Regions from separate parts of the Zea mays genome. Here region 1 is linked to region 2. A link is a contact called in public Hi-C data. All regions are on one chromosome and are shown on one strand. The core of a region is the stretch at or near the end of the contact, and the rest is flanking DNA. Distances in the headings are between cores, read along the strand shown. Region 1 has its middle 5.5 kb from the start of LOC109939591. Region 2 holds the start of LOC100284810.

Region 1 (2,700 bases), core at 74-2,573, 170 kb before region 2:
AGTACAGTACCTACTTTATCAATATTCAGTATTATATCTTTGTATTGCTATTTGTAATTTTAAGTCTCCAAATAAAGTGTCGACGTTTATACTAAGGAGACGTGATACAAAGAAAAGGATAGATCCTAAACATTCTTACACTCTTTATATTATCGTTGTAGTAACTAAAACTGCAGTTAAGAACCTATAATCAATTTTTATTTGAATATAAAAGATTTTAAATAGTATTTTTTATTCTAAAGTATAATACTTTTTTCTTTCTATAAATATTTTTATAGTGCATATATAAGTGCAAAGAAAATCCATGAATAAAAAAAATCAAAATATCTTATAATTTAGGAACGAAGAAAGGGTATGAGGGTAAAATATCGCTTTAGAACAACAAATAATCTGAAATAAGTTACGCAATGCTATATTTCAACTTATTTGTAGTACTAAAGTGATATTTTACTCTCCTACTCTTTCACCATAATGCAACTTATATAATCTAGAAGGGAAACAAACACACCCATAGATACTACATGAGAACTTATGATTTATACTCCCTCTGTAAAAGTTTGCTCATTTTTTCTGAGGGTATAGTTTGTTTTAATCTAAGAGACACATTAGATCTTGTCGTGTATTCCACCACATGCATGCAACACGCCTATATTATGACCTATATGCCACAGTGCAGATAAAGTGGTGACGGTTGTGCACACATATCACACGCCTGACAACGCTGCTATATATGTGGGGCCTATGTACATATTCCCTGCCATCATATCTGACTTGCCGACAAAAACATTTGGGCACATTCATCGGTACGCCACCACGAGAAAAAGAGCTCGCAGGAATGACAAGGAACACACTGTCATGCGCTAGCCGCGCTGAGCTAAAGGGGCTTGCGCAGAGGAACGGTAGGTCAGGATCTCTTGAACTGTGCGAATGTCTACCGGAGCAGGACCGCCAGCAACGGGAGGGAGAAAAGCTTCAACGCGAAAGCTGCACATGTCGAGTCGAGCCAATGCAAAAGACGCCCGCCGGCCGGTGCATCGATCGATGGAGCGAGGCAGCGAGCGGCAAGTTGATCTGCATGTAACTTCGCAGACAGCCACTCGCTCCCGTCTCGTGCGCGCGCCCACTGTTGTGGATCGCTGCAGGCCTGCAGCGTGTCTGTACGTCCGCCCGCGCGCGGCATCCGATTATTCCATCCGTGATAAGACGACCGGAACCTGAAATAGTTGGCCCAACGCCTTCGTGTCCCGGTCTCTCGGGGGCATGCACAGACGGCAGCGCCCGCCCGGCCCGGCGGCTTAGGCTAACTACAGCGGTGGACGCTGCCCCTCCCCCTCCCCTTGCATACAGCGCGTAGAGGGACACCCTATGGCCGCAGCGGTGCCCCTACAGCGTCTCCTACGTGTCGGTCCCCTTCTCTCTCACTCTAGATCTAGCGTGTCACTGTTTATCACCTTAAACAATGTGCTGTGGGTCCACGAGTAATTGTTAGTAGATAAAAAATTGATAGTTGGTATAGAAAATGATATTTTATAGTGGTAGTGGGGTATATGGGAGTATTTAGGGGAACCGCTGCGAGAGATGAAAAAATAGGGGAGGAAAGTGGTTGCGGATAGCCTAACCGGTCCTCACTCACAGCCGCGCCCGAGCGCACGGCGCGGGTCGCCAGCAGTTGCCCAGCCCAGCTAACCAGCAGCTGTTTGCATGCAGCGTGCACGCTGATTGACTGCTCGCCCGCGCGCGTCCCGTCCGCGAATTTGCGGCCGAGTGGTGGGGACTGGGGATGGTCTCTTGGCATGACCGGTCGAGTCGAGACGTCGATCGGGTGGTCGACTCGACCCCGATGTCGTGGTCGGAACGGTCGCCGTCGATGGGGCCGCCCCGCCCGGCTGCAGCCTGCAGGGCCGCGCGCGCGCGCGCGGAAGTGGAGCCTGACGGGGCGGATGGCGGGCACGCGTGCCAAACGATAAGCCAACCACAGGGCGCGCGCGTACGTCCTGATATTCCCCTCCACTTATACGCGCGCGTAGCACCGGTGAAAAAGAGGGGGGGTTGGGCAAAAACGCCCCTGTCCGGCCGCAAGCTCCGGCAGCCGGCAGGGGGAAATCGCGGGGGGGATTCGGGTGCCGACGTGGGCCGCCGGCGTTCGCCACGGCGCTCCTGTGCATGGCGTCTCGGCGTGCAGAGATGGACTGGACGACGACGGGATTGGGGATGCGTCTGTTGCTTTTCGCCTAACAGCAGGACAGGACACCGTCGCTGAAAAGGCACAAATGTTTGGCTCAGTTGGTGTTTCATCATCATCGCCAATATGCACCGGCGCGCTTGCATGTGTGAGAAGGCAGTACTAGGGTACGTCTGCATTGGATGATCTGCAGATTTGGTTCCAAAATGCGTTAAAGGTGGTAATAAAGGATGACACTGAGAGAGTGTTCGTGTTCGCCCAGTAATCTCATTTGCTTGATGTACACTCACGCTGTCCTTTAGGCTTCCCAATAGTCACGCTGTCTGTTTTTTTGCCAACGTGCTACAATCGTATGTCCGGATGAGAAGTCCAGAATGTGCAGTTCGTCAGAGGTGTGTCCCTTAAAAGCAAATGTCGTTTCCCACCATTGGGCAGTGGCAAAAGCGTCGTCCTCCTTGCTCTTTTCTGTTGCAGGGTCACTAGTGATGTCTGCACTGCAGTTACTTTCGTGAAATCGA
Region 2 (2,700 bases), core at 80-2,579:
ATGTGGCGCAGAAACCAACACAATCCTGCACACTCGATATCTCAGTGACGAAAAAGCTTGGAAATAATGCTGCCTGGTATTAAAATACACACGTGCTCGTTTCGTCGGCGAAAGATCCAACATAGTCGTGGGTAAGGTGGGTCATGTCATGTGCGGACATAAAACTGATGAACAGCCTTGATTACGGCGAATGTTAATTGGTTGTCAACTTATATATGATGGTAGTAGTAATTGTAATTGTGTATGTCAATATTCCAAACAAGCCCTTTTGAGTTTAATAAGTATCCAACGGACATCAGCCTGTGCCGGTCCACCGTGCCGCACGCCCACACCACGCCCTGGCACGGGCCCACAGTGGCACACGACGCACAAGCAAAACAGCAACGGGGCCATATGTGTCCGAGGCCAAGAGAATTTGACCCAGTCCGAGTACGGGCCAAGCCAGCCAACGCCGAATCAACCACCCAATGACGAACGAAACCAGAGGTATCGTCGGCTCAAAGCCGCACCACCGCATGGCAAACGAACACGACAAGCCGTCGCGTCAAGAACAGCAGCTTCGCTCGGTCGCCCCGGCCCCCTCCCCTCCATGCCGGCTGCCGGGATTTTATCAATTCCACATCCATCTCCTCCGCCGCCTCGTGCCTTCGTCCACCTCCCTCTATTGCCCACCCGCCCCCGGGAACCGCAGCGTCCAATGGAAAAGGTTCTCCTGCCTCCCATCGCATCCGACCAAACGCACGCATGGTGCAAAATTGACCGAATGATTATGGGAGCGAAACTGGATAACGTTGGATGAAGAGCAGTATCGAGATTCTATACGCATGCTGGATAGTGTAATTTTGCACTATCCAATCCAGCGACTAATAAAAAGTGTGATCGGTTATACTGTGGTTCAACTACATATAATGCAAAGTAATTGCTTCACGCTGTGAATGGATTACGGGCCAAAACGGTCTAACCAAACAACATCTAAATACTACCTTAGTTCTTGAATATTTACCACCCATAGTTTATTTCGAACTAAACGGTGACAAATAAAAAAGAACAGAGCAAGTACCACATGAAAACTGTAATCAATATGAGATGTGACGGTAGATATGTACCCTACTATCTCACTAAAGTCTAGTTTGTATACTCTATTATTAACATCAATCTACATATTTTGAGGTGGATTAGAATGTAACTTAAACTAATATACACCTCAAAACACTTGAATTGAGTTAAATACTAGAGTATCAAGTAAAGACTAAAACAAGACACAATCCTAGAGCCAACGGGGTATATAATCGAAAGTAAGGGAGGCAGGTGCATCTGCCTAGTCGCTATTTTGCTTGGCTCCGCACCCGCGCCCGGCTCGTCGTCAATCCACCCATCCATCTACTGCGCCGAAGGAACGCCCCGCCGCTCCGGCGGCGTACGCGGGGAGAGGAGAGGAGATGAGACGAAGTGCGACGGGGTGGGCATGAGGTGCAAGAAGCACCCGTACCAGGTCGGCGGCGGTGGCGTCTGTGCCACGTGCCTCCGCGACCGCCTGATCGCGCTGGAGGCCGCGCAGAACGGCGACGCGTCGTCGTCGCCGCCGCCGCCCGCCGCGGCGCCCGCGTTCCCGAGGTCGGTGTCCCCGTACGTGTCCCGCAGGAAGTCGGACACGTCGGGCGGGGGCGGCGCGCTCAGGCACCACCCGAGCCTGCTCTTCTTCCGGACGCCGCAGGTAGGGCCCGCCTACGGCGGCGGCGCGTTGGAGGAAGGCGACATAGGCTACGAGTACAAGAGGCGGCGCGCCGGCAAGTTCTCCGTGCTCGCCACGCTCTTCGGCCACCACCACGGTCACAGATCGGAAGAGACGCACCAGGAAGGCGCCACGGAGCGGAAGAAACATTCTTGGTTCGCCGCGATCATGCCGCGCCGCCGCAAGAAGCAGGCGGCGCCGGCCTCGATCACCTCGCCACGGTCAGCCCCGCCGAGGCGCTCCTGCCGCGTGGTCAGCAACCGGGGGCTGTCGCCGGAGCGGGACAGCCACGGCAGCGGCGACGAGAGCAGCTCGCCCGCCGCGGATCCCCCGTGGCGGCCGTCCCCGTCCCCCATGCGGAGGACCCGCTGCCGGCGCCGCCAGACGAACAGCATGCCGTCGGGTTTCGCCGTCTGCCTCAGCCCGCTCGTGCGGCCCAGCCCGGGGCGCCGCCGCCACGTCCAGCCGCCGGACCCGGGCTCCTTCTCCTCCGAGTTCCGGCCGTCGCCGCTCCACAGTCTCTCGTCTGCTGCCTCCGTTACGCGCTGTCGCTCCAGGAAGCTCGCCGACGTCGGCCGCTTCCGGTGATGATTGCTTCCACCTTCACCATTTTCGTCCTTCCATTCCATGCACCAAATCCAGATTAGTCCACGTTTTAAAATTTCTTTTTGTTTTTTTTTTTTTTTGGATTTATTACATTTTGTCTATCCGTGAAGAAGAAGAGTATGCAAGACTGGCACACACACCCCAAACCAAGTCCAAAACACCCCCGTTGACATATATACTACTGCGTAGTTTAGTACTGCTTGTCGGCCCAACATTTTGTGGCGATGTAACGAGCTGCTTGTACTGCTTCCAAGTAACTACATATTCATGTTTGTACAGCTACTTGTGTAATTTCGATTTCATCTTCTGCAAAGTTTGAACTACTCTGACCCATGCATATTGGATTTACTAATAAGAAAGAT

The links. A called contact is a pair of places that touch in the nucleus more often than the background predicts.
Region 1: a Hi-C map of endosperm shows a contact between it and region 2, with 2.3 times the contacts expected there. The contact joins the enhancer-like site here to the promoter of LOC100284810 in region 2. A contact is called at or near these places in 2 of 25 Hi-C or Micro-C datasets (endosperm and leaf).

Annotation. Positions count from the first base shown.
Region 1 is chr5:206,129,979-206,132,678 of Zm-B73-REFERENCE-NAM-5.0, reverse strand. No RefSeq gene overlaps it. Among protein-coding and RNA genes, the nearest start is that of LOC109939591, 5.5 kb to the right of the region's middle. Within about 2 kb of position 1,323, at least 18 of the 20 cell types and tissues checked have an H3K27ac peak or open chromatin away from gene starts, as enhancers often do. A contact at or near this core is called in endosperm and leaf, where this site is marked.
Region 2 is chr5:205,959,406-205,962,105 of Zm-B73-REFERENCE-NAM-5.0, reverse strand. LOC100284810 reads left to right here and starts at 1,329. Exons shown (of 1, transcript NM_001157705.2): 1 at 1,329-2,646. The coding sequence starts at 1,466. The coding sequence ends at 2,320.